Regions from separate parts of the Mus musculus genome. Here all the other regions are linked to region 1. Evidence: chromatin contacts called from public HiChIP or PLAC-seq and promoter capture Hi-C data. All regions are on one chromosome and are shown on one strand. Each heading gives the region's core, a stretch centred on a gene start, on an enhancer-like site or on the middle of the called end of the contact. The rest is flanking DNA. Distances are from core to core; before and after follow the strand shown. Region 1 holds the start of Mrpl28 (mitochondrial ribosomal protein L28). Region 2 holds the start of Syngap1 (synaptic Ras GTPase activating protein 1 homolog (rat)). Region 3 holds the start of Clcn7 (chloride channel, voltage-sensitive 7). Region 4 holds the start of Itpr3 (inositol 1,4,5-triphosphate receptor 3).

Evidence for each region. Promoter capture Hi-C pulls out the DNA fragments that hold promoters and counts their contacts. HiChIP or PLAC-seq counts read pairs in DNA pulled down with a chosen protein or histone mark.
Region 2: a contact with region 1 is called in a promoter capture Hi-C map of liver, with 2.6 times the contacts expected there. The contact joins the promoter of Syngap1 here to the promoter of Mrpl28 in region 1. A contact is called at or near these places in 7 of 39 promoter capture datasets (the 3T3-L1 cell line, cranial neural crest, frontonasal cranial neural crest and 3 more), 2 of 484 Hi-C or Micro-C datasets (B cells and rod photoreceptor), 2 of 115 datasets of contacts at active chromatin or transcription factors (embryonic stem cells and pancreatic cancer cells) and 1 of 9 other capture datasets (adipose tissue).
Region 3: a FOXA1 HiChIP or PLAC-seq map of pancreatic cancer cells shows a contact between it and region 1. The contact joins the promoter of Clcn7 here to the promoter of Mrpl28 in region 1. A contact is called at or near these places in 2 of 115 datasets of contacts at active chromatin or transcription factors (microglia and pancreatic cancer cells).
Region 4: a contact with region 1 is called in an H3K4me3 HiChIP or PLAC-seq map of bone marrow-derived macrophages, with 5 times the contacts expected there. The contact joins the promoter of Itpr3 here to the promoter of Mrpl28 in region 1. A contact is called at or near these places in 2 of 39 promoter capture datasets (hippocampal neurons and pre-B cells) and 2 of 115 datasets of contacts at active chromatin or transcription factors (bone marrow-derived macrophages and pancreatic cancer cells).

The regions. Positions count from the first base shown.
Region 1 is chr17:26,121,166-26,127,882 of GRCm38.p6, reverse strand. It overlaps Mrpl28 (mitochondrial ribosomal protein L28), which reads right to left and starts at 4,380. Exons shown (of 5, transcript NM_024227.3): 1 at 4,034-4,380; 2 at 3,175-3,327; 3 at 2,492-2,626; 4 at 2,319-2,405; 5 at 1,270-1,612. The coding sequence starts at 4,321. The coding sequence ends at 1,502. It overlaps Pgap6 (post-glycosylphosphatidylinositol attachment to proteins 6), which reads right to left. Exons shown (of 13, transcript NM_021793.2): 12 at 6,227-6,343; 13 at 4,629-5,945. The coding sequence ends at 5,649.
Region 2 is chr17:26,939,609-26,946,343 of GRCm38.p6, reverse strand. It overlaps Syngap1 (synaptic Ras GTPase activating protein 1 homolog (rat)), which reads right to left and starts at 5,094. Exons shown (of 19, transcript NM_001281491.2): 1 at 4,826-5,094; 2 at 1,590-1,711. The coding sequence starts at 4,892. It also overlaps a transcript of Cuta not described here.
Region 3 is chr17:25,129,017-25,136,238 of GRCm38.p6, reverse strand. It overlaps Clcn7 (chloride channel, voltage-sensitive 7), which reads right to left and starts at 2,848. Exons shown (of 25, transcript NM_011930.4): 1 at 2,625-2,848. The coding sequence starts at 2,762.
Region 4 is chr17:27,055,022-27,062,566 of GRCm38.p6, reverse strand. Itpr3 (inositol 1,4,5-triphosphate receptor 3) reads right to left here and starts at 5,263. Exons shown (of 58, transcript NM_080553.3): 1 at 4,893-5,263. The coding sequence starts at 4,981.

The DNA of each region.
Region 1 (6,717 bases), core at 3,131-5,630:
CTGGCTGAGTAGTATTTGCTTTAGGTAAAACAAACAAAACCCTTTAAATTGCACTTAGCAAGATGGCTGAGCCAGTAGACACTTGCCATCAAGCCTAGTGGCCTGACTTTGATTCTTAGAATCCACATGGTGGAAGGAAAGAATCGACTCCCACAAGTTGTCCCCTGACCTGCGCATGAGCCATGGCACATGGAGGCACACATATACAATAAATGTGATTTAAAAATTTTAGCCTAATTATTATACACAGAGTAAGAGTATTATGTGATATGCAAGGACACAGAGGCCAGAACAGACAAAGACCCGGGGTACATCCATTGGGCTCTGACCTAATCCTTATGTATGTCTGTGTAGGTCCCCTAACACTGGAAGAAGGGCTGCATGCCAGCTTTGGCTTTAGCATCAAGAACACAGTCAAGCACAGGCACTCCTATTGTCTCCCCTGAGTGATCCCACAGTCAGTGACCATGTCCAAGTCCAGCAGGCACCCAATGTCCCCTTTTACACCAGCCAGATGTGGAGCTCTGCTAACTCAGCTCCCACTACCACTCCAGCTTCCTCCACACATAGTTGGGGAGACCCTCCTTCTCCTTCCCATAGAAAGGAATGGATTTCAGTGCGAATACCTTTGAGCCCTGAGCTCTCAGGTGAAAAATGCTCCTGGCCTGGCTTCCTACCTCAAGCCATAGCCTCAACCACAAGTAATGGGGGCAGTTAAGGATGGGGTGCTGAAGTCAAGGCCTTTTAAGTCCATTGGGCCCCACTTTCTGCATCATTGCAAGAGATACTGACAAAAGCTCTGGACCCAGAAAGCTTCCCACTTTTAGCTCTTCAGGGCATACTGCAGAGACCCTTCCCAGGCCTGACCCATGGCCCAGGCTCCCTTCCTGTGCCCAGAAAAACATTCCAGAGCAGGCAGGAGCATACACTGGATGTAACCCAACTCTCTATGTCCTGATGCCTCACACATGAGGGACATAAGCAGCAAAAAGGCCCTCAGTGCCCACAGCGCAGAAGTCAGCAGCTACAGCTGGACAGTGCAAACAGTCTGCGTGTTTCTGGAACAAAGGAATGATCCGGACAAGAATGCACAGAACTGAGGCTGGCCATGGTGGCGCACACCTTGAAACCTAGCACTTGGGAGGCAGAGGCAGGTGGATTTCTGAGTTCGAGGCCAGCCTGGTCTACAAAGTGAGTTCCAGGACAGCCAGGACTACCCTGTCTCAGGATGGGGAAAAAAAAAAAAAAAGAACTCACAGGACTCCAGACTTCCAAGCAAACCAACACACTTTACTGTGGCGCAGGCTGCCTCAGACTGTTACTTATTTCAGCCCAAGAACTAGAAGGACTTGACCAGCTTGGACAGGCATCTGCTCCGCTCCAGGCTTCCACGAGTCCTGGCACAGAAGGGTTCTCTGAAAAGTCTACCACAGGAACTGTGTGCTCGGCACATGCCAAGTGGGGTTCGCCCACTGCCCACAGGGGAGGCTGAGCCCAGTGCTCAGGCGTGGTCACCGGCTCTCTTCTGCACCACTGCGGGCCTGGACAGAACCTGCTCCTGAAGCCGCTGGACCAGCTCCTCTACGTAGACCTTGAACAGGGGTACAGGGTCCTGAAGGGGAGAGGGCATGGTAAGGCTCAACGTAGCCCAGGGATGGCGCCCTAAGGAGGGTGACAGCCAGCTGCTTCTGGCTGACCATGGGGAGAAGCAGGGTGTAGAAGGACTGGGGATGTTGCTGCTTGTCATCCTGGAGGGCATTTGACCGCCAAAAGAGGACTGCTTTCCCTTGGTCACACAAACTCACATGCCTACCCTTGGCTTCCCTGTAACTGCTGGCCGCCACAGGCTCTTGACTATTCTGGGAAACAGACACAAATGGAACATCCTAGGGGCTGCCAAGGGATTAAGAAAACACCTAGTGCCGGGCGGTGGTAGCGCACGCCTTTAATGCCAGCACTTGGGAGGCAGAGGCAGGCAGATTTCTGAGTTTGAGGCCAGCCTGGTCTACAGAGTGAGTTCCAGGACAGCCAGGGCTACACAGAGAAACCCTGTCTCGAAAAACCAAAAAAGAAAGGAAGAAAGAAAGAGAGAGAGAGAAAGAGAGAAAGAAAGAAAACGCCTAGTGCCAAAGATCCCCGAGCATTCAGAGAAAGAGAGGGAAGGGCTTCACGAGACGAAGCATGCCATGCAATTTCAAAATGGAAGGAACCAAACGTATGGCAGCATTTCGGTGTGGCAGACCCTAAAAGCTAGCCTTCCCGCCCCCCCCATCACTCAACCTCAGTGGCCTGAGATCTGCCGGTACACAGGTACTCACCTTTTCCTCCAGAAGCCTCTGTTTCTCCAGGGCCTCCTCCAGCGTCAGGCCAACCCACTCGGCCTCTGCCTCGGGGATGACAAAGCTCTGAATAAGCAGGAGAGGAGGCTGGCATGAGGTGTGGGGGCTGGGCCAGGAGCCTCGGGCAGCAAGCAGGATGGGGAAACTCTCACCCTGTACTTGTCATAGATGGCTGCTCTCCGCTCAGGGTTCTCAGGGTGGAGATGGGGGTCCTGGCGAGCAAGCCTCAGCAGCATCCCTCGCTTCAGGTCCATGCCAAACTTGGAGCCCAGGTCCTCCTTAGGGGTCTGGCAGAAGGTTCACATAGGGTCGGGTGCTACAGCAGGCTCACCACCCCACCCCCCCACCCTGTCAGCTGACCCTATGGGTTCTTCTTCAGCTGCTGGCAGCCCTAAGCTAGACCACAGCAGAACAGGCATTGGGATCAGCGCTAGCATCCAAGCCTATATGGGTCAGGCCCAAGGCATGCATGGTGGCGCACACCTTTAATCCCAGCACTCGGGAGGCAGAGGCAGGCAGATTTCTGAGTTCGAGGCCAGCCTGGTCTAGAGTGAGTTCCAGGACAGCCAGGGCTATACAGAGAAACCCTGTCTCGAAAAAAAAAAAAAGAAAGAAAGAAAGAAAAAGAAATGGCTACAACCATTGGACAAGTCAGCGACTCACAGGGAGTGGCCTCAGCAAGACAGAAAGCTTCAGGGGCTGCACCAACAGGGACTCAGTCCTACTTGTAATGGCTACCCTGGGGTGCCCCACACTCCCTGCCCATGCCCATGCAGTGCACTCGGCACTTCCCACGAGTCTGACAAGACCTTGGAGTGCACTAACCCCTGCTTGCCTTGAGAATATAGAAGTCAAATCCATAGGCCTCATCGATGAGATCCAGGGTCCTCATGGTCACAGTCACGGTGAACTTCTTGTCCAGGATTTCACTGTAAAGCTCCCGAGTGAACAGCTGTGGCTTCCACACCTTCTTCACCCTCTTGGAGAGCTAAGGGTGCAAGAGAAACCTCCCGTTTTCCTATAGACCAAGTGGGCCCCAAAGCACCCTTCTGGAACCTGGGCTACTGTGAGCCAGGCCCTCTCCCTTCCTCAGACGCTCCTCAGGACCACTGATGCAGGTCAGGGCCCCTGAGCTGGCTCTGGACACCCACCCACCTAGATGTCTGCTTCACTCAGGCTAGCCCTAATGCTACTGGTATATGTTCCAGATTCTCACACAGCTGAAACCCAGTAGCCACAGGCAAGTGAATGACACCCTGGAAGGCCTGAAACATACTCTCTCCTCCCACAGGGCTTGCCTAGGAGCAGAGTATCACCAGAAGAGATAGACTCCAGGCAGTCATCTCGGTCTTTTTGATTTTTATGTACTAGGAGCAAAGTTATTCCGTCCTAAAAATGAGGGAAATGCGCATAGAAACTAGCAGGTGACAAGCAGATTTCACTTCTCCCTCCTCTTCGGCACAAGCTTCGAATCTATCCTTCCTCCTTCCTTTTCTCCACCACTGTCCCCACTCTGTCCTTACTTTTGATACTATCTGATCCAGGACCACCCCACTTCAGGACTAGACTTTGCTATCGGAGTTAGCTTGCTCCGTAAACAAAACGCTTGTGTTAGTCTGGTTGACCGTTTGTGGCGCCCAGAGCAGCGCCTGCTCAGCAAAGCATGCAGAACAGCCGAGATGGTCCGCACCCACCTTGTCGTTGTTGGCGTATCTGTAGCCTAAAATCAAGCCCTCTCCACCCCACAGTCCCTGCTGGGACTCTGGAGGGTAGTGAACTGGAATGGGTACGTCCTCAACGCGCTCGCGCTGCCCATTCTTGGGGTTGATCTTGAACTTGGTCCCGTGAGGTTTGTAGTGTACCGGGGTCGGCGTCCGTTCTTCTTCCAGTGAGCGCAAGAAGTGGGCGGGCAAGCGCGCACAGATGCCCTGCCGCAGCCGCAGCTTCTGCCACAGGTGCACAGGATACCTGTGCAGCGGCATCGCGCGACCCTCTACTTCTAGGAGAGCGCGCCCGCGCCTCCCGGAACCGGAATAGCGTCACCGAACGTGCGCCTTCGCTCGCTGCCAATTGGCAGCAACGCCCGTCCATCTAAACTAATCCCTTTCCCTCCGCCTCCTTTAGGGACCATGAAAAATTATCTACTGCGAATGGGTTCAAGGCACCGTCTGCCAAGTGCAGCCCAGGAGTTCCCCAGCAGCTTTGGCAAGCCTGTTGGGAAAGGCTACCCTGAGCTCAACCTCCCTTTCCCTCCAGGGACGCAAGGAAAAAAAAAAAAAAGACCACTCATTTGATTTGAAAAATTATTGTAGAATATTAAATTCACCAATTACATAAAAATATGCCTTCATATCTTAGAACAGTAACATTTTACCACCTGCCCCCCACCCCCAACAGAATATACACATTTCCCCTTTCAGGGGCTAAAGTGTGCTTTGGTGCCAAATAAAGGATGTTAGTAGCTTGGGAAGGAGCCCAGAAGCCCACACCTGCAATCCCAGTACTCAGAGCAGATGAGCCTCACAGTGGGAACCAAATGGCCTGGGCACACAGCACTACCAGCTCAGTGACCCCAGGAGACCAGAAAGATTGGGCTGGGGATCCAGAACCCACTCCTTAATCCTCAGTTGATCCAGTAGGGGTCAGCCTCATCCAAGTGTCTAGGGCCAGCACAGGAGAATGCTCACCAGACTGGGGCCTTGGACCCCTTAAGAGAGAAGGGAACACTAGCGAGCATTGTGTGCCTTCTGGAGCCAGACCTCATACAGCTGAGCAGCCTGCTACCTCAGGCTCTCCCGAAGGCCTCCTGCTCCAACAGACAATGAGGGAGGGACAGCACACAGCACTCCAGGTCTTAATCAGCTCTCTGATGACCCTGGACTCTACCATAGCAACTGCAGCAGGAGGGTATCCCCATGCCAAGGCAGGATGGCATTAAGGGTACAGGATGTCAGAGACAGTGAGTGACCTCTGTGCACTCAGACTTCCTTGCTTGTGGGTCTCATATCACGGCTTTCCAAAGGAAGGGGACCACAGGAATCCCTTATCTGTATCCCCATCCATAACAGCGTGATCAGCCCACACGTGGCACCTGTGGGCTCCAGGTGGAAACAGCTGTGACCTTCAGAGGAATTGGCAGCAGCCATAAAGATTTTTTGGGGTGGAGGGGGTCTTCTCTGGAGAAAGAAGCCAAGCGTCTCAGGACAATTTTATTCAGATGGAAACCTGGTTGGGGCTAGACAAGCACCTCTCTCGCTTGTCCTAGCTGAAGAGGTCATTAGAGTTTCAGGTGTCCATGAACCAGCCTTATCAGGTCACTGTGTACAACTCATCCCGATCATTCCTGCAGATCTGGTAGTGACAAGGGAACTTCTGCAAACAGGCCCAGGACCCAGCTTTTTCCTCTCGTGGTGGCAGAAGAAATGCTGCACTACCAGCCAGTAGGATGTGCCAAATGCTGTGGGTGTAGTAGTAATTGTCACTGGTCATCATTGAAGTATACATGGCGATGCCAACGGAAGCCATGGAGATGCCAGGCAGGAGGTAGAAGACCCAGCGCTGCCAGGAGGTTGGGTAGCACTGTCCCCGGTGCCCACAGCGGTATATCTAGAGTGGATAGCCACATGGGAGTTGGTTGGTTGGTGCAGACCCAGAGCCAAGAGGTATGGGGTCTATCTAGATCTGGGCAGGAGAAGTGCATATGGCCTCATGCCTAGTGGTTATCGGCACAAGACCTAAGGCACATAGCCAGACTGGGGCTCTATGGGTAGCTGCTACCGACTCTAAACAGATGTGGAGTTTTGGAGCCCTCCCAGCATAACTGGAATTAAGGGCCTGGCTCTCTTCTCCATGAGTCTGAACAGGAGACTATATGCCCTGTTCCTTACCCACATGGAGGCCATGATCACAAAAGCAAAGACGCAAGGTCCCATCAAGTTCCAGATGCCCCTGCGATCCATCTGCAAGGACATGGCGATGACGAGTGTGCCGAGGACAAGTAGTACCTAGGAGAGACACAGTGGTTTGTGAGGCCATAGAAGCCTTTGGCTGGAATCACCTGTGATAGCACGAGACACAATAGGCAGGCGCTGGGGTCAGGGGCGCTGATTACCCAGGTCAGCTTCCCAACATCCTGGCTCCTCTCCTCTGTCGGCTCCTCTTAAGACTCTGCCCCGTTCCTGCTCAGCCCCTGGGAGGGAAGTACCCTTCCTCTAGTCCCTTTACTGTGTCCAAAGGACCTTTGGAGGACTAGGTGATGATGTCCACTCCTAATGGGCAGTCTTGTACACACTTGCATGACCGTGCATACCAAGCCTTCCAGGATCTACAAGCAGGGTGGCCTTAGATGCAACCTGGGAGGGGACCCATGCCTAAGTTT
Region 2 (6,735 bases), core at 3,845-6,344, 820 kb before region 1:
CTCCCAACCTCCTACCTTCCTCGCCCCCTTCTCTCTCTCAAGCTTGTCACAGCTGCATTTATAATCAGTTCCACAGCTTGTCTCCCTCCCACAGCCCGGCTTGCGGCCAGACTGGGACCCAACCTCCCCTCCCCCAAAAAGGCCTGGTCACCTCCCCCCACCCCCCTTTGCATCTTCTTCCTTTACCCTCTTCCCCTCAGCTCTACCTTTCCCTAGGCCTCACCTCAGCTCCCCCTGGGAGTCGTCATCCTAACCTCCACCCCTACCAGAAGCTAGACTCCCACGAGGCCCCAGCCCCACCATCCGCCCAATTCTAGCTCCCAAGGGCCTTCATTCTTCCAGCTCCATCTTCGCCTTCCCACTCCCACCTTCCTACCAGACAGGCTATTCCTGTTGGCCTCGGGTGGCTAGTGGGTCCCCTGTCTCCATGTCTGATTCCTTCCTTCTCACTGCTGCACTTCCCACTCCTATCGGCTCTTTTTCCCAGACCACCCAATGGACTTCAAATCCTTAGTCAAGGCTGATGACCAATAGCAAATCACTCAAAGGCCTTCCAGTATTCCAAACTTAGGTCCACCAGGCCACCTCTCCTGCGGCCAATTACCATGCTCCCTGTCAGACACTTGTAGTTCATGATCTGGACATTCTCTGTCCACATTTTCACCTGACTTCAAGGCTCCTCTACACCCTGGTTAGCCCCAAATCCAGCCCAGCCCCCACAGTGTTTAGGCACAACTCTCATTGCCTCTACTGGGGCACCCTACACTCTCTGAAGATGGCTCCCCAAATCACAAATGGGGGCCTCACCCTTCAGAATTGGGCCCATTCCTACTATGGAACCAACACCCTTTAGACTCTTAGACCTCACATGACCACTAACCATCTCCTTCCAGACGCCCTGCCCTGGCCATTCCACCTCCTCACTCTGGCTAGTCCAAGTCCTGCTCCTGTGCACAGGTCCCCACACTACAGTTGTCTACCTCTTCCTTCCATGTCCTCTCCTGAAACCCAACCTTCCCTGTAGAGGCAGAAGGAAACCTAGTCTGAAGCTCACACCATTTTTGTTTCCATTCATGCCAAAATCCAGTGACCCCTGTGGTCTGTCAGTCCCTCCAGCCGCTCCCACTTCTCCTGACTTTCCTCAGGATCGCCTAGTCTTAGCCTGCACTGTGCCCTGTGATGAAGAGCTAGGAGAGGCGGGGAGGAGAAAGCTGAGGACCCCTTTGGAGGAAGGAAGGCCCCCCTTCCTCACTTGCTTTAAGCTCTTCACTTTCCTTCCCCCATAATATGGATAGGGTGAAATCAGTAGGCACCCTCACGACTTCAGAACCATAGCTCCTCCGCAGCACTTCCAATGGCCTCAAAGACCTTCTAGTGGAAGTCAAAGAAAGGTTGTCTATCTTCTTAACACCTTGGCTGTGTACAACAACCCCAATGGCCGCCCTCCTCCCACCTCCTGTCTCTTTTCCTTCCTGTTCTTAGGGCTCTCTCTCTCTCTCTCTCCCGCTCACTGAAGAGGACTCTCCCCATCGTCCTCTCTCCGTGGTCAGTCTTCTCCGCTTGCCCCACCTCCTCCTCACCCCGCTCACCTCATCCTCATCCAGCATGAGCAGCTGGTTCCCCGAGATGATGCAGAACCGAGGGTTCCAGCCAGGACGATCGTACGGGGAATGAACGTATTGGGTTCGGTGCATAGGGGGTCCCCGTACATCTGGGGGACAGAGACACACAGACAGTGAGGGAGGGTCTATACGCTGGGTGTAGAAACCTAAAGTGGGAAGGAGAGTCTGCAGAGAGGGAAAAGGGGCACCACCCGCCTGGAGAGGTCTTGGGTCGGGGGATGGTCCTTCATGCTGAGTGGCATCATGGGAGGTTCCAGGAAGGGGATGAGCGTGGCTTCAAAGATGAGAATTAGTCACATGACAGAGAGGGACTTTACTAGGGGCAGTAGAAGGGGGAAAACTCGGCCTGTTCACTAGTGTTGAGGGGTAGAGATTTATGAAACTGGCAAAAGACACAGAGAGGAAGGGCATTAATAAGCTGCTTACAATGGATGCGGCCTCACATATTTAGGAGAATATGAGGTACCCAGCTGTGGAAAAGAAGATGGTGCACTGAAGCATATTTGAGTCATGAGATTCTGAGAACTAAACAATTAAGAAGAAAGAAAGGAATGGGGGGGGGTCTTATATGTTCAGAGAGGCGTGAGGCCTCCCCTCTCTTCTTCCCTTAATTCCCTACTCCTACCCTGGCCACCCTTTTGGAGACGTTACCAAGGGGAAGGTAGCTCGTCTTTGCATCTGGCTGTGCAGGGATCAGGGATCTGCTCCGATGACCAAAGACTGGTCTGGCCTCTCTGTCCACAGCAGGCTCCGGAGTCAGCCCTCCTCTTCCCACCCAATCTTCATAGATAGGGAGGAGCCAACTCTACAAGCTGACAGCCGCACCTGGCTGTCACTGGGCACATTGAGGAACTTAGAAAGAGTGGAGGAAAGAGTGGAACAGCCACACCTCATGTCAGAGGAACTTCCCAAGATGAAATCTGACAATAAACAAATTTCCAGAAAAAAAAAAATGGGATCAACAGTTATGCACACTCAGGTGCTCCATCTTTGCTGTCTCGATAGCATCGTTGCCACATACCATTTATGGGGACACAGTGAAGGAAAGGCCTTCAGGGAGTCAGAAGAGTTAGATTGGTGATATTGGAGTGATAAAACTAGGCTTAAGGGATCAACTGGAGGATGTTCACAGGAAGAAAAGTCCAGGGCTATCACCTGTGCAGGGTAATTAACTTGGGCATGTTTCAGGAGAACTGGCCTTTGAGCTTCATTCCAGGCCCTAGAGTAACTTTAGGAAACTCCATCCCCTTACTGATGATGGCCACCATTCTCAAATTTACCCAAATTGCAGGTCAGACAGAAAGATAAACACCTGGGAATTGTGCCTAGACCTCACAATGCTTTCAAAATTTCACTGTCTCGATGCTTTCTTGGAAACTCTACTCATATTTTCTAAATATCAAAGGTCACTGACAGGGTTGGTCATTATAGCTCAGTGGTCGGGGAAAAAAACCAAAACAATAATGACAACAAAAAACTCAAAAACCAACAACAACAAAAAAAACCCCACTAGGATTCAAAGCCCCAGCACAACAATAGCAACAACAACCTTCCATAACTTAGATCACAAACACTTGAGGCCTAGTACATCTCAACGCATGGTGTATCCAGGGGAAAAATCTGTTAATACATATAACCAAAACACAACAGAGGAGCTGCTCTAGGCTGCAGCTGGGCAAGCAGGATAGACCTCAAGGGACACTGTTCTACTGGGAACAGGAAAGGGACACAGGGAATCTTAGCTTAGGTACAACACACACACACACACACACACACACACACACACACACACAGAGAGATTCTATAGTTAAGAATACTAATGACCCTAGGAAGCAATGGAACATGGCAGAGGACAGGGAAATGGGAAATTTTTACTGGAATGAGAAGTTCCACAAGGGTCCAAGATGGGGGAATTCCTTAGAGCCCTGTTCCAACGATCAAAACCTGTGTTTTGGTAACCCCCCCCCCCAATCTCTATCACCCCAGGAAGCAGAGGGGACAAGAAGAGAGGAATCACCAGGTTGGGGAATAAGAGGAAATAAGCACAGACCATGTGACAAGATGGGAAGTGGGATAGGAAACAGAGGGTGAGCTGAGGGACAAGTAACAGCGTGAACCTAAGAGAAAAGGAAGATGGTAAAGATGGTGGTTGCTTGCCTAGGGCAAGGGAATGGACCAGAAGGTTTCAGCCAACATGGGGCAGAGGGAGTGAGAGAGACCTGTCAGGGGATCTGAGACACGGGGCCCAGGAGCAGCAGTGGTGTATTAAGGTAGTTATTAGAAGAGAGGGAGGGAAAGAGAAGAGATATGAGATAGGGACCAATACAGGGGAAGAACAGAAGGGGGACTCATATAAGAAACGGACACCATATGGGGGGAAAGATATAAGTGATGGACAGCAGAGGCAGGGAGGGGGACTGGAAAGAAGAGGTGGGGTGGGGGAAGGGGTCAAAGCGATTAAGAAAGCAAATGAGACTCAGGGATTGCATCTCACTTCTCCAGAGTCCTAATGAGGGCCAGTTACCCTCAGGATTTTTATCTGGCCCTTGTCCCCACCCCTCAATCTTACTTGCATCCCCCCCCCCAAACCAAAAAAAAAAAAACCACTTGATCCTCCCCCTTCTCTGGTGTCCCCTCCCCCAATCCTTTTTCTCTCTCCTCTCTTCCCTCCATCTGGACCCCCCACACCCCCCCACTGCCACCTTCTTTCTCCATCTGGCCCCTTCCCTCCCTCCATCCTCCTCTCTTTTCCTAAGTCCTACCACCCTGAGCCCCTCACCAAATTCCCTTCCCACCTTCTTGGTCTCTCATGCCGCCTGTGTTTTCATTTCCCCCCTACCCTCTCCCAAGACCATGCCTCTACTTCCTTGGTAATTTCTTCCTCACTCTGCTCCCAAATCCAAACCATTTCTGCAGCCTTTCCCCAAACTCAGTCCTCCCTTCTCATCCCTTTCTGACGCGCTTTCCCCTCCATCATCTTCCCCTCAGCCCCCTTGAAAAGGCCCGTGTCCCAGCCCCTCTATCCTACCCCTATGCCTCTAATCCCTCCTTTCCCACTGTTCCCACCTCTGCCTTCCCGACCCTCCCCTCTCCCTCCATTTCAGCCGCTCCTTCCCCTCGGTGGCCCCGGCCCTCCCCCGCCCGCTGCCCCTCCCCCTCTTGCCCCCCCATTTGGCCCTCCCCTCCCCTTACCACCACCGTACCTCTGAAGGGGGCATAGGACATCGCGGGGATGCTCCCCCGATGGATGGAGGCTCGAGACCTGCTCATCAGGCCTGAGGGGGAGGGGGCGGGGGGACGGGGGGAGAAAAAGAAGAGAGAAAGAGGGGGAGAGAAAGGGGGAGAAGGAGGAGGTGGAGGAGGAGGAGGAGGAGGAGAGAGGAGGAGAGAGGAGCGGAGAGGAGCAGAGAGGAGGAGAGAGGAGGAGGAGGAGGAGAATAAGAGCCAACGGCAGCAGCGGCAGCAGAGAGAGGGGGGGCGGGGGAAGCGAGCTAGAGAAGAGAGAGCAGGAGGAGGAGGGAGAGACTGCAGCCCCCACCCCTACCCAGGGAGACCCGGAAAAGGAGAGAACGAGGGACCCCTGACTCATACACACCAGGGAAGTCCCGTAGAAGCTGACCCAAGACCCTCAGACAGACCCCAGACCCAGAGAAAGATACTCACCACCTCACCCCCCCCCCACCTCCATACTCAACAAATTGGGTCTCACAGATCCAAATCTAGAAGGAAAGAGACCTCTGAGCTCAGACCCCACCCCCTAAATTAAAGAAAGGAGTCAGGGACCAGAATATGAGACTCTAGTGTCAGCAAGGTTCTCCAGACCCATGTTAATCTTATTCGAACCCTGGACTTGTAGTTTGGGAGACCCAAAACAGAGACCTAGACCCAAAGAAAAAGATGAAGCCAATATTAGAAAGTGCCCCAGGCCAGAATTAAATTTTAGAATCTAGCTAGAGGTAAGAAACCCCACATTCGTATCTCAAAGAAACTGCAAACTTGGGGATGAAGGAGGAGACATTCGGCTGACCCAAAGATGAAGATGACCACATAGAGATCTAAAATACATTACATCTGAAAGATGTGAGTTAGTGACCGATTGCGAGGTTCAATTTCCTGAAACAACTCCCCAGGTAACCCAGACCCTAGGAAGGGCCCAAATATTGGACCCCCACCCCCACAGGACCCAAATATTGGACCCCCAACCCCTCACCTACACACACAAGGATCTCTGAGAACCCCCCCCCCAACTCAAGAAAATGCAGAAGCCTAACAGGAGCCACCCATGCCAAGGACCCCAGACCTTGGAGGGAGGGCTAATATTTGGGCGGCAGGGCCCTTTTTCCTGCTGTCTCCACCCTCTTCTCTGTCCTCTCACTGGTCCCCTCTCCATTTTTGGGTCACTGGATGTGTTTAGGCTCCAGGGAGGTTATGTAGGGCAGGTCCTGGTTCCTTGGGGGAATGGATGAAGGTAAGGAGACCCAAGACCGAGAGGTGGGCCAGTCCTGGGGAGAAGAGTCAGCAAGGGGGAAAGAACAGGGTCACACTCTGAACTCTAACTTGCAACTCTCATTTCTCCTCTCCACTCATTTGTCAGCCTCTGTCCGAAGCTTTGGGCTCTGGGTATCTTCCATCACCCACTAGCCCATTTACAGGTGTCACCCAGTGCTTTGAAAAGGTGTCTTTCCTCTCCCAGCCACGGCAGTGCCAGGTCTGAGCCTGCCTGATCACTGCCCCCTACCCAGGGACAGCTGGCTTCTCAGCTCGGTGCTAACGCAAGGGCGGTGGCGGGGGGTGGGGGGAACTGTCCCCACCCAAGGCTGCCTGTCAGCGCGGGGAGGGAGGGGGGCTGTTACTAGGCACACTCCGGAGCTCAGGACAACTCCCCGGCCCCAGCCTGACGCAGCGACAGCGCGGGTCGCCAGGTCTCACGTCACGTGGACCGCGAGGCCGGCCAGCAATTGGCCTCCGCTCGCTGCTCCTGAGGCGGCGCCGCCTGAAAGGACAGGCCTCATCACGTGACGGCGGGTCGCCGCAGCGGCGTTCCCCTGCCAGCAACCGGTTGAGGATTCACGGAAATGGGCGGGCCGCTGGGGCGCACGACCTCAGATAAAGC
Region 3 (7,222 bases), core at 1,599-4,098, 990 kb after region 1:
TAGGAGCCTACTGTCCTGTCCGGACCGTCCCTGGGAAAAGAAACGCCAACAAGACATTCAGCCGAAGAGCGGACATAGCCAAATGTCAAGCGCAAAGACAAAGTTCTTTTAGTTGGGTAGGGTTTTTGATTTGTTTGTTTTGAGACAGGGTCTCATCTAGTTCAGCCTGGCCTCAAAAATCACTTTCGACTTCTGATTCCCGTTCTCAGCACTGGCATGCCCGGTCATAGGTATGTGCCACCACACGCAGCTTTATGTGGTGTTGGAGGCTGAGCCCAGGGTTTCACTGATGCTAGGCAAGCACTCTGTCTCCAGACCCGTCGTTAATGACTAGCATCTACTGAGAACCTGTTTTCTAACAGGCTTGCTCAGTATTATACATTCATTAACTTTTTACAGATGAGAAAACTGGCACCAGCTGGCCTCAGATCCTGCCGGAAATTCTGGCTGGTCCAGTGCTCAGCTCAGCACAGAGGGTTCCCAAGCTGTAGCCAGTGCCTATTCGACCTGCCTAAGCAGATAAGGATTCCTTAGCACTGGAGTCCCCAGTTTCTTGCAAGCCTCTCCTAGGCCTAGTCACACCCAAGTCAACTCTTGTGCCTGAAAAAGGCTCCTACCCCCCGGACCACATCCCACACATATATTCTCTCTGTTCTGTTGCTCTTCTTGTCTAAGGACTTGGCACAAAAGTGCTCATTGCACATATTCCTACAGGGCTCGTCACACAGACCCAGAAAGGTGTTGGGGCCTGTTCCCAGAGGGAAGAAAGCTGTCCTATGCACCTCAGTGACCTGCACACAGACCTGGGAACCCACAATGGGGCAGGTGCTCAATTATTTTTTAAGTTGTTTAACAGCAACCAATCAATTGTATTATCTGCAGATTTAAAAGCTATAGTGGTAGCCGGGCGTGGTGGCGCACACCTTTAATCCCAGCACTTGGGAGGCAGAGGTAGGTGAATTTCTGAGTTCGAGGCCAGCCTGGTCTACAGAGTGAGTTCCAGGACAGCCTGAGCTTCCAGGACAGCCTGAGCTACACAGAGAAACCCTGTCTAAAAAAAAAAAAAAAAAAAAAAAAGCTATAGTGGTATTTAGGGGGAAAGATCAACTCTTTCTTTACTCTGTCTATTTGCAAAGAAAAGCAAAAATAAATAAAAACAAAACAACCCACATGTATTCAGCCCAAACTCAACTCTGTCAGTTTCCAAATTCTTCCCTCTCTTAAAAACCAGTTGCCAACATAAAGTTACTTTCTTTTTGGAGAGAGACACGTGTGTGTGTGTGTGTGTGTGTGTGTGTGTGTGTGTGTGTGTGTGGTGGAGGCCTCTCTAGTGGAGGCCAGGAGAGGAAAAGGTGGTCAGATCACCTGAAACTACAGTTATAAGTGGTTGAGCCACTGGACCTGGGTGCTAGGACCTGAACTTGAGTCTTCTCCAAGAGCAGCAATAGCCCCCTTCCCCAAAGGTTACTTTCTTTACAACAGGGATAACAAATCACACCACCCAGAAACACCCTAGGGAGGCAGACACAGCTCTACCACCTTACTTATTTCTGATCACTACTGCAGACCGGAGTCACAAGCACACGTCCTTCAAAAGGGCCTGAGCTGCTTCCCAGCAACAAGGAGCTGACTTTGACTTTCACTGTCCACTGCACCTTCAAGGGTCTAGCAAAGAAAGCCTAAATGTAAGTTTTGATGCGGTAGCCCTATCTTGTGCTCTTCTTAGCCTTTAAAACAGCAGGAGTGTTTGTTAAGACACCTCTAACATCAGGAGGAGGAAGGGTAAAGGACAGTTATAAAACAGACTAACATCAAGGAATTGATATAAGTAACTGACTCAAAATTAACACGATGCACACAGGCAAAAGAAGCAAAAGCACACAAGTAAACAAGCCTGTCCCGGTCTTAAACGCTAGGCATTTGAAGGCACAAACTGTTCGCAGTGCTGAGCACACTCTGGCCTCTGACTTGTTGCTTATCATGTCTGGCTGCACATTCCAAGTTCAACTAGGTAGTAAGAGAAAATGAGTGGGGATGCTTGACACTGCAATTGTGTCCCAAACGTCTGGAATTACTCCTGTGAGAAAGGAGACAGGCACTTTCACCGAAAGCACAATTCTGCCATTTAAATTGAAAACTACCAAGCGTGTAGTCCAGGCCTTCCAAGTTCTTGGGAAAATGAGACAGGATTATGAATTCATTGGTGGTCTCACTGTGAGACCTTATCTTGAAACGTCAAGGGCTATGGGTGCAGAGCTGAGGTCGTTATGATTGCCTTGTATGTGTAAACCCTGGCTTGACCCTCACCACGAAAAGTAAAATTAAAAAACAAAAGCAACGTTAAAGTCTTGGGATCTCTTGCTGAAAAGTCAGCGACAACGGTTCCTGGAGGAGAGGGTATCATTTTCTCTGATGGTGTAGCCACTGAGGAACGAGATGGGAAGAAGGGGTTCAAAGAGAAAGAAAGAAGAGGTTTATGAGTGCGAGGCTATCAAAAATAAAAGTCTTCCAGGATTCAAAAAAATAACAGAGGAGAGCACCGTGGCCTCCCTCTGGGCCCCGCCAGCACACTGAGGACCGGCGCAGCGATCCCGGCGGCTGCATCTCCGGCCCGCGGGCCTCACCTGGCGCGCGCCCGGCCCAGCTCCGTTCAGCAGCGGCGTCTCCTCGTCAGGCTGCCCTGTCCTTCGAAGCAGTGGCGCCCCCTCCTCATCATCGCGATCTCGGCCGGACCAAGACACTTTCTTAGAGACGTTGGCCATGGCCCACTGAGGACCAAACTCAACAAGAACAGCCGGCAGACCGGCAGCATTCCCGTGACCCGCGCCCAGGTCTCACGTGATCTATCATCGGTGCCCACGTGACTGACGACGGAGGCCGGCAAGATCCGGGAGCGCGGAGTCTCCTGGGAATTGTGGTTCACTGGTCGTTGCAGCCCAGGGTAGAAACCTAGAACTCAAAATCCCTAGCAATTAGTGTCTTCACTGAAGGCAGTGACCCAAACTCCAGAGAAGAACCAGCCCGAGATGCACGCCTAGTCCTCCAAGAGATGATATGGAAAAAAAAAAAATAAACTACCTGTAAAAGTTCTGGAATCGTCCCTCTCAACTAAGTTGGCTTCATGTGTTTCCTGTGCTCAAAGGGCAGCCAAACTGCTGCAATTCCGGGAAAGGGATTGAGACCCTGATGCCACACCACTTCCAGTAGGATCTGTATGACAAGTTCCACAAACTGAGGCTATTGACCTCAAAAGGGGTAGGCCTCCTGGAACCGGTGTGGAACTCTTCGCCGGAGAAAAAAATATTGAGTGGTAGTTCTTATGGCAATGTTTTGTTTTCTCTTATTCCTTTTCTTATTTACATGTTCCTGGTAGCCTAGGCCAAGATCTTAAGCAAGAATAATGGGTAAGAAACCAACCCTAGAGATGGGGGCCACTAACATGACCTTATCCCCCGGGAAAACAATGCCTTACTTTCTAAATCATTTACAAAACTATTACGATAGATAAAAACTTTCCCAACAATAAAATTTCATATGGCTGCACGTGTGTCATCGGAGGTGGATTTTGGTGTATGGTAAAGAAAGCCTTAATTAGAAAGAATTAAAATAGTTTGAATTTACATATTGAAGATTTGTTAAAAAAGAAAAAGAAAAAACCCAGATACTAGATGTTAAATAGTAATTGACCATGGGGCTAGAGAGTTAGTTCAGTGGTTAAGAGCACTGACCATTAAAGATTTATTAACCTGCTCCTAGAAATAAGCCACTAGACTTGGACAACAGCCCCCACTGAATACATCCTTTTAGAATTGTTATATTTTGATGATTTATATTAATAATGATGTTACCTGTACTGTTTGTGATTCACTGAATGCATAGTTTCAGAGTTGTAATGCTTGGATGATTTTTGTGCTTTACTGTGCCAAATGATTTTTGTTGGTATTTGTGATTGTTTCACTGGATATAGTTTCTAAGAGATGTAATGTTTGGTTTTTTAATGTATAAAATCCCCTGCTTGAGAGCTGCAAAATGCACTCAGATTCAAACTGCCTCTGTGTTTGTTTCTGTTTGTCACCACCGAATCCTTACCCACCTAGCTTTGAGGACCCTCATTCCAGAGACCCCCATAACCGACTTGGGTGGACCGTGGCACCCTGAAGTGCCAAATTAGGAAAGACTGGGGTTCCTCCGAGGAGGAGACTAGGACAGCACATGGGCGTGGCATTAACTAGCCGCAGGTTGCTTTAGGCAATAGTATTTTAGGAAGATTAAGTTTGCCTTAGTATCGGTGTTACATCAACAAAGTTGTTCTTAGATGTATCCTGAATTATGTAGGGGCAAGGATTGGGATTTGATACTACAACTTCAGGGACCCGAGAGTGACTGTAATCATGGGTGGCACTCTACAGAGAAAGAACGATGTTACAAAGTTTACTTCTGAGCAGTGTCATGGCAGTTGCATTACAGAGGATGGTAGAAGGAAGCAAGGAAGAAAGTGTCCACTTAATGAAGGAAATAGGTATATAATGTGAAAGCTACATTTAACAGAGAAATATCAGAGAGGGCTGGGGTTAATATGTACGACATAGAAAGATTCTATAAAAATAGTTAAAATACAATTCAGGACATCAGTGGTGACAAAGATCATATGTAAGAGAGTTAACAAGGGTTCTAGGATATATATGTACATTCATCTATATATGTGTACATATATATATCCTAGATTTTATATATATATATATGCATATACATGTATATAATATTACCTTGAAACTTTTTTATTTGAAAATTTTCAAATCAGAAAGTTTTAAGTTCATCTTAACCTCTAAGGGTGAGAGGATTATAGGAAATGTCCTTCCTTTCATACAATTCAAAGTAAAACCAAAACTAAACACAGAATAAGAGGAAGAAAGTTAAATGGTGTTCTGAATTTTCCCATGATTATCCTGTGACTCTCTCTCTGTGTGTGTGTGTGTGTGTGTGTGTGTGTGTGTGTGTGCTGTTTCCTCTTTGACACACCTTAGTTTTGTCATTTTACAAGACAGTGATAAGGATGTCATGAACCTCTTTTGTATTGCTGGGCTTTGAGGTTGGGAAATGAAGCTGGCTTGTCCAACTAAGGTCATTAGTATTCCATGGGGCTTGAACTTAGATCCCTTCAAAACTTTGATCAGAAACTGGGCAGTGGTGGTACATGTCTTTAGTCCCAGCACTTGGGAGGCAGAGGCAGGTGGATTTCTGAGTTCAAGGCCAGTCTGGTCTACAAAGTGAGTTCCAGAACAGCCAGGGCTACACAGAGAAACCCTGTCTCACACCCCCCCCACACACACATACAAACTTTGATCACAATTTCTTTAAGACTAGGACATTTAAGTTGTCAGTTGAGCTAAATGCACAGGCTTGGGCCTTTCTGGATGATAGAGTTTGGGGGGAAAAAGGATTGGCAGAAGAATAAGCAGAGTAGAGATGTGGCATAGCAGGATATGTAGGAGGAGTTATAATGGAGAGAGTCATCCTAGGGTCATGCCTGGGGGCATAGATCTCTCCATAACCCTTGCTGACAAAGTGGTACAATTCCCACAGCTCCCAAAAGACCAGGGCCTTCAACTTATTGTTCTCTTTTTATTGACTTTTGTCTATTAGGGATTAAACTCGGGGTCTTACACATGTCAGCCAAATGCTCTATTGTTGAACCTTGTAAGTCTTTGTAAGAAGAGAAATGAACAGGGGTGGACAAGAAATGGACAGGGGTGGACAAATTGGTTATGGGAGGACCATTGGCTTCTTGTTAGTACTGATTCCTTGAAGGGCCAGGATTGTAACAATGTAATAGATGTGGTTAAAGAAGGAATCTAGGGGACTGGAGAGATGGCTCAGCAGTTAAGAGCACTGACTGTTCTTATGAAGGTCTTGAGTTCAAATCCTAGCAACCCTGCATGGTGGTTTACAACCATCTGTAATGACATCTGATGCCCTCTACTGGTATGTCTGAGGACAGCTACAGTGTACTTACATATACATAATAAATAAATCTTTTTTTTTTTTTTCAAAAAGAAAGAAAGAAGGAATCTAGTGGCCTTAGAAAGGGTGAGGTTCATACTTCAAAATACACAGGTGGCTTTTGATGACCCCACTGGGAGGCTGAGTCAGATGAACATATCTCCAAATCCAACCGACTTCCCATGACTGCCTGTCTAAGATTTCCGCTTGTCCTTAAGGTCCTCCCACACTGCCCCAAACACTAATGGACCACATCTAAGACCTTCTACTTGTCTGGAATGACAACTGTGCTGGAACATGTCTGCTGACGTCCCAAGCTCTGCAGTGACTGGTGTGATATCTTGGTTCCCTTAGACTGTGTTGAACATCTGAAAGCTGGGATTATAGAACCAATGCTCTGCCGAATCCTGGCTTTGAGCCTGTGTGTGTCTGGTTACTTCCAGCTGTTCTAGCCTGTCCACGAGGTTGAGAGCAAGACATTTGTAATCAAACCATTGGAGGTCCAGCTTTTCCTGCTTGCTGCTTGGGATCTTCTACAGATCAGCAATCCCAGGACCCTGCCGTCCCTCCAGCAATCACTAGATCACTAGATGGCTCTTTCCAGGAGAAGTATGTTGCTCCCCACTCTCCTTGAAGCCAGAATGAAATGAAGCAAACACTGCTTCCAGAATGTGTTAAGAGAAGCAGGAAGGGATGTTCGAGAAGGAGGGACGCTCAACTGGCTGTGCTTGAGACCAAGAGCTCAGGTTCTTAGGGAAGCAGAAGACAGCATGACTCAAGATCACAGCCATGAGGTGTCCACTGGGGTTTCCAGGTCTGACATTCTTCCTGATTGTGACTCACGAACAGGCGGCCTAGGAAGCTGATTTTAGCAGAAGGCCTAGGGCACACCAATAAATTGGAAAGATGCTGTTAAGAGACTCATTTAGAGCCTGGCATGGTGGCACACACCTTTAATCCCAGCACTTGGGAGGCAGAGGCAGGCGGATTTCTGAGTTCGAGGCCAGCCTGGTCTACAGAGTGAGTTCCAGGATAGCCAGGGCTACACAGAGAAACCCTGTCTTGAAGAAAAAAAAAAAGAAAAGAAAAGAGAGACTCACTTAGGGTAGCAGTGTAGTGGCACACACCTTTAAGCCCAGTGCTCAGGGGGCAGAGGCAGGTGGGTCTCTTGAGTTTGAGGCCAGCCTGGTCTATAGAGCGAGTCCCAGGCCAGCCATGGCTA
Region 4 (7,545 bases), core at 4,014-6,513, 930 kb before region 1:
AGCTTAGTCTAAGAGGGGGTCTCGCCTTTGCTACACTCTTCAGTGATACGACCCAGAAAAGGCTTCAAAAATAATAATAATAATGCATACATGAGTTTAAAAAAATAATAAGTAACTTCAGGAGTCTTAAGACAATAGTCGGTGCTCTCCAGAGCTGAGTATCTGGAACTGGGAGACGTGCAATACAGTGCTAGAAGCTGAACCCGGGTCTTCAGCACGCAACAAGCTGTCCGCTACCAAGCTACATCTCCAGCCCTCTCTTCCGAGTATCACCCAGTCGCTTTGGTTGCCCTTAAACTTCCTCTGTAGCCCAGACAGATCTTGACCTTGCACGCTTCCTCTCAGTCTCCTGGGTAGCTAGGTTGGCAAACCTGGGCCACACACCCACCTGGGAACTACATTTTGTTTGGTTTGTTTGCTTGTTTTATATTAGCTAATAAATTTTTTTTTAGGATATCCTACATCCAAGACATTCCTAGGTACAGCTTGAGCACTTTAGAATAAGGTACAGGAGAGGTCTGAAGAGAGGGCTCAGCAGTTAAAACTATGTATGACTCATTATAAAGGACCCCAGTTCAGTTCACAGCACTCATATTAAGAGTGCTCAGAGTCACCTCTAACTCCAGCACCAGGGGACTCAGCGCCCCCTTCTGGTCTCCATGAGTACCCGCACTTACATGCACACACACACTCACTCACTCAGACACTAATGATTAAATCTTTTTTTTTCCCCTTAGAGGGGGTCTCACTATGTAGCCCTGGTTGTCCTGGGACTCACTCTGTAGACCAGGCTGGTCATGAACTCAGAGATCCGCCTGCCTCTGCCTCCTGAGTGCTGGGATTAAAGGCGTGAGCCACTATATCCAGCATTAAATCTTTCTTAAAAAGAGAGCATATGGCAGAGCATGGTGGCACACGTCCCAGCATTGGGGGGGGGGGGGGCAGAGGCAGGCAGATCTCTGAGTTCGAGGCCAGCCTGGTCTACAAAGTGAGCTCCAGGACAGCCAGGGCTATACAGAGAAACCCTGTCTCAAAAAAAAAAAAAGAGAGAGAGAGAGAGAAAGCCCTAGGTTTGATCCCAGAAAGGGGGGGGGGCAGTTACTCTGAGATAGCAGAGTTGTGGAAATATTCAGTTAGTGATGGAGTAGGAGCCAGAGAGTACGCTCCTGAGGCTCCTGGACCAGGGATCCTCATCTGGGAAACCAAGGCTTCCCACATACTTCGCCCCATACTTAGGGTCTTCACCTCCAGCGCCAACCCTCCCAAGATAGATAAGGACAGAAGGACAGAGAATGCCACAGGAGAGGCCAGGGTCCTCTTGATCCTGTGTGCTGACTGCCCATGGTAGGGTGACGCAGGTCCAGGAGTGCACATCCCCCTAAAAGTGATCCCAGGCCTATTAACGGCAGCAAAGTCTCCCTGACAGATACTTCTTCAAAACTGAGTTCACCTGCACCCCCAACTCAATTCCTGGGGGTCTGCAGCCACTCCGGGGACACTAAAAGGTCTCCAGGGGACCAGATGGGACCTAACAGGTCCACCCTGTGTTCGTTCCTGTGAGAGAGAGCTGGCCACAAGCCACAACCACCTTCCCCCCTCTTCCTCCCCAGTCTGCAGCGCCAGCTCTGGCCTCTTATGCCTCCACCTGGGTGAGGGGCGAGGCCAGCCGCGGCCACGCTTCCCTGCCAAGAACAGGTGTGGGCCTGCTAGATTCACTCCCCAGACCCCTCCCAGCCTCCCAACCCAGTTAATATACAATCTTCACGGGACCTCTAATTACCTGAGAGGCTTTGACTGTCTGTCTCCTTAAGTGCTCTGGCTTCAAGCCTCAAGCTGCTACACCTCCCAACTCAACCAGAGCCCCCTTCCAATCTCCCCAGCTGGACAAGCCTTCTGCCCACTAAGGCTGCCTGTCTTCAACAAATTCTCTAACTGAATGCCAGACACTGGGCACCAAGACAGGCCAGACGCTCCACCACATCAGGCCCAGAGTTCACGACCCTGGGCACCAACAGCCCCAGGAAAGGCTGCAGGAGCAGAGTTAAGGGTGAGGGGCAAGACAGACGTGAGTAAGAAGAGCAGAGACTCATAGAGCCATGCTCCTGGCCCTGGGGACTGTAATGATAATGCAGCATTGAAGGCTGAGGGTATAGCTCAGAGACAGTGCACAGGAACCGTACCTATGTGTACGGTTAGCATGCCTCAAACCAGGGTCCCGCTCCCAGCTCTGCAGAAAGGAAACAGAAGCATGGAGATTTTGGTTCAGTCAGATTGAGTATGCAGTCTCTTAGACTATGTGAAGACAAGTACCTTTGTAGCCCAGGCTAACCTTCAACTCCTTATATAGCAGAGGCTACCCTTCAATTTTGCCCTTCAATTAGTGATCCACCAGCCACTGCCTCCCAAGTGCTGGGATTACAGACCCCACTCCACAGGATCTACAGAATTCCTAAGGGACACGGTAAACGAACTGTCAATCCCTCTTCATCGGCTCTAAGCAAGAAGCAGGAAGCCCACGCCCACACATCCCCCATACAGTGCAGCCTCCATGGTCAACTCTGACTATAGGATGGGCACAGCTAGTTCATCAACTCTGCAAGTGTGCAGCATTAGCTGGGCCTACAGGGAGCCCACAGAGCCTGGTTTGCACCAAAGAAGAGTTTGAAAAAAAAAATGGTCACAGAAAACAAAAAACCAAAACAGGATTAATTCTGCCCTGGAAGGTGGGGTCTCAGCTCTTTCAAAAGAGGCTACTTGGGGCCAGGTCTCAGGGGGTGGGGCAGATTTACTCAGGGAGTCACAGGGGAGCAAAGGTAAAGAGAGCAGGGGGAGGCTCCAGGAAGCACACCTGAACTTTTGGTGTGTGAGAAAATGAGGTGAACAAAGATGAGGTCGAGGCCTGCACGCTGGGACCAGGCTGGGAAAGCACCTGCCAGTTTTCGAGGGGGAGTGGGGTTGGTACATAGGAAGGGGTAGCCTGGGGTCAAGGGCTCTCAGATGTCCCTGAGATCTGCCCTGAGGTCCAGGTGGACTAAAAATAGCAGCTCCTGAGGCAGGAAGGACCAAGAGGAAGAAAGTGTCCTGAGAACAGGGAGCTGGAGACGTGGATCGGTGCTTTAGAGCATCGGCCTCTCTAGCACAGGACCTGGGTTCATCCCCAACACCCACAAGGTGGCTCACACCCTTCTATAACTGCAGTCTCGGGAGAGCCAATGCACTCTCTGGCCTCTAAAGCCACGCAGCACCAACATGGTACACAGACATACATGCCTGCAAAACACATATACATGAGAGAGAGAGAGAGAGAGAGAGAAAGCGCCAGCAGAGGGATTCCCAGACAATGGAGGCTGCCTGGGGACAGGAAAAGGGACCTTAGATCCTTGGCTCTGTCAATCCTCAAGGTGATTAAATAGCATCTACCCTGTGTTCAGCCCTGAGCCAGACACATCAACAAAATGTGACTACTTCTGAGAATCTGCAGAGTTGGGGGGAGTCTGGGCTCCCACCTTTGGCTTTGCCACTCCCTCCCCAACACACACCCCATCCCAAGACAGCATGTTTAGTGCTGACTGCGCAGTTCCCCTGTAGCTCCCCAAGAAGGGCCCTGCCTGGCAGGGCTCTGAGCCAGGCCTGCAAAGATGCTGGCCCAGACGAGGCTCCACGCCTCAACTCTGGGCAACTTCAGAAGAGAAATCTGATGGGGAGATGTGTGTGTAGAAATTTCCATCTGACCCGGGAGGTGTGTAGGAGAGCCTGGAGGATGCTTGGAGAAGAGAGGGATGCTGGAACTCCCATCTCAGCCTCCTCAGGCAGAGAGGCCCTGGAGGTTTCTCCTCCCTACAGCACATTGAATTTCAACCACCAAGAGGAGAGAGCAAGGGAGCCAGGAGCCTCCCACCTGCAGGGCTAACTTTGAAAGAATTCCTGACACACTTCCAAAGCCCCCAGAGAGGAGTCACCCTGCCAGCAGCTGGATGGTGCTGACAACGTGAGATACCAGAACATTAGCCACTACCACCCCACCTGCCCGAAAATGGGACAGAAAGACCAGATCCGGGCTTGTGCGCTTCCTCCATCCCTGCAGCAACGAGGTGCTCAGGGTCTATCCAAAAAGATACTGGGATTCTAACCTCTCCCAGCTACCGGCCTGGCACCAGCATGGGATGGAATCAATTCCCTGCTTATCCAGCCCAGACCCCGGGGGGTGACAGCCAGAATTAATTAATGTTTGTAAAGTGCTCTAGAGAACCTGGGACCAGGGACCCAGGGGCGCCAGAGTAGCTACACAGGAAATTGACAAGGAGGGGGTGGCGGTGAGAGGGGGGCCAGCTGGCCAAGACCTGGACTGCCTGGACAGGGAGGGTAAAGAAAACACTCTGAAGAGGAGATGGGGCACAAGGAGAGTGAAAAGATGCTACCTCTCCAAATAAATAAATTAAATGATTAATTAAATAATTAAATAAACCGATTCAAGATGGGGCTATAGAGGTGAGTGCCAGGCTTCAGGCTGAGCCAACCCTAGCACCCCACCCCGAATCCCAAACAAGAACACCCAGGCCCTCTCCAACTCAGGCCCCAGCCACCTGCATAACCCGAGGACCACTTGCAGAGGAAGTCCGAACCCCTCAGCCATGAGTTAAGAAAAAGAGTGTGCCAGAAGTGGCGGGCTTCGTGGGCGCTGACGCCTTCTAGAACTCCCCAGGGCACCCGACTACTACCTGAGCAAACAACGCACTTCCTTTCTCTAAGAGAGGGGTGCCAGCGTCCCTTCGCTTCTGGAGACTGGGCTGTCCAAGCAAGCCTCTATCAAGGGCTCAGGGGACTGAACATTGGCAAACAAGCAGCTGGTACCGTGGTCCCGATGCCCCTCTCTTTGCCCTAGGCTCACTCACCCCAAAGTGCTGATGAAGCCATTGACAGAGCCCTCGGCGTACAGGGACACAATGTCCCCGATGTGAAGAAAGCTGGACATTTCATTCATGGCTTCGGCCCTCCGGGGCTCGAGGCGACGAGGTCGCCCTGAAGCGAGCTGCCAGGCTCGGTGCAGAGGACTGAGGCGCGCTGGGCGGAGAGGGGCGCAGTGCCACCTCGCAGCCCGGCGACCCGGACGATCGGGACGGCAGGAGTAGGCTGACTGCCACCAGAGAGCGAGGAGGCGCGGCGCGACCCGGGTCCGGGTGAGGAGGTGCCTGCGTCTCTGCGCGCTCGCAGCCCTCCAGCCCGGCCGGGCCCGCGCGTACCTGCAGCCTGGAAGGAGCAGGAAGTCTGGGGCCGCCACACACATGCAAATCCCGCCTGGGAGGCGGGGAGGCCACACCCCACCCCGCCCCCGCCGCGGCTCCCACGTGCACCCGCGCCCCAGGCTCGGCCTCTTCTACACCGCGCGCGTGCACGCCTGCACCCCCTAAAGCGCCCAGCTTGCCACCGGACGACCCCCAGGCTCTAGGGCGTTCTCTAGACGGCTTGTCCACCAGCACCGCGCTGCACTTCGGGGCTCTCCACCCTCGGAGATCCCCAGCTCGCCTAGCCTGCGGCCCACGCGTGGCTGAGCACACCGGGAACTTGGCCACGGTCACCCTGCGGCAACCGCGCCCAGCTGAGAACCGTCTTGCGCCTGGATGCGCGCTCAAGCCCTTAGCGTTGCAAATCAGGATTCATTTCTCTCAACATGAAAAGTCTTTTCATTGCACAATAGAAAGTGCTTTGACTTGGAGGGGAAATGAAGCAATGGGGTGGGTTTGGGTTTTTTTTTGTTTTTTGTTTTTTAATTGTCCTTGTTGGGGTTTCTCTCTCTCACTCTCTTTCTCCCCACATTCCTGTGTACAAAGAGATCCAACTTCCGAATCAGTTCAGCCGCTCCCTCTCCAGGAGGAATTGGCTCCAGTTTCTCTTGGCTCCTTCTGTCTTTGCTTTAAAATAAATAAATAATACTGGGAGGGGGAGAGCATTACCTCCTCTAGTTAATAGTGCACCCCAGCGCCCACTGAAACAAGTTCTCGTAGCGGGCCCTTGCTCACAAAGTTCAGCCCTCAAACTCATCGCCAAGTTGACTACTTTCTGTTCTGCGCCACGGAGGCTGGGCGTTTGCTTCCTCCTAGAGCTTTGGTTTGAACTCCTGAGATAAGAATGCGCCACCACCACCCCCTTTGGTCACGTTTGCTCCCTCCCACCCAGCCCCCCTTATTTCCTGAGGGGCGGGGATGGGGGCGTTTGTCCCTGGGAGAAAAGGAGGAGGGGACTGGAGACAGAAGCAGGAAGAGACCCAGGAGGGGTGGAGACAGCCGCCAGCCGTGAGACAGCTGCTGACCTGCACCGAGAGTTCTTGAGTGCAGGGGATTTTTACCAAGACCCTTAGAACTGGTGGTAGTGGTTAGCCAAGCCTTTAATGGGGAAGTAGAGGCAGGAGGACTGGGAGTTAAAGGTCGCATAGTAAGTTCGAGGTTTACCTAGGGCACGTGAGAGTCTGCCTCAAATAAATGTAAGAATGGGCTGGAGAGATGGCTGAGTGGTTAAGAGCATTGCCTACACTTCCAGAGGATCCAAGTTCAATTCCCACCACCCACATGGCAACTCACAACTGTCTGTAACTCCAGTTCCAGGAGGTCTGATGGTCTCACACAGATATACATGCAGGTAAAACATCAATGCACATAAAATAAAAATTAATTAATTAATTTAAAAAATCAAAACAGGGGCTGGTGAGATGGCTCAGTGGGTAAGAGCACCCGACTGCTCTTCCAAAGGTCCGGAGTTCAAATCCCAGCAACCACATGGTGGCTCACAACCATCTGTAACAAGATCTGACGCCCTCTTCTGGAGTGTCTGAAGACAGCTACAGTGTACTTACATATAATAAATAAATAAATCTTTTAAAAAAAGGGCCTGAAGAGGTGGCTCAGCAGTTAAGAGCACTGGCTTCTCTTCCAGAGAGCAGGGATTTGATTCCCAGCACCCACGTGGCAGCTCACAAGCATCTGTAATTCCTCTGCAGGCACTGGGGACATTCCTGGTGCCAGATATACAAGCAAGCAAAGCACCCACACACATAAAATAAATAAACCAAAGTCCTTAAAGACCCCCAAGAACATGGATCAAGTGAACTCCTACCAACTGAGTGACATCCCCAACCCTAAAAAAAATGTATAGTCCTCCTTTGCTCTCAATAGCTGTGATAAAACACCATTATCAAGAAGCGATCTGGGAGCCGGGCGTGGTGGTGCACGCCTTTAATCCCAGCACTTGGGAGGCGGAGGCAGAGGCAGGAGGATTTCTGAGTTCAAGGCCAGCCTGGTCTACAAAGTGAGTTCCAGGACAGCCAGGGCTATACAGAGAAGCCTTCTCTCGAAAAAAAAAAAAAAAAGAGTCGATTTTGGGAGGAGAGGATTTATTTGGCTCGAAGGTTCCAGTTGATCATAGGACTGCCTAGGCAGGAGCCGGGCAGCAGGAGCTGAAGCAAAGACCAAGACCACGGAGGAAGCCGCCTACTGGCTTGCTCAGTCTGTTTTCTTTTACAACCCAGTCCCACCTTCCCAGGGGTGGCATTGC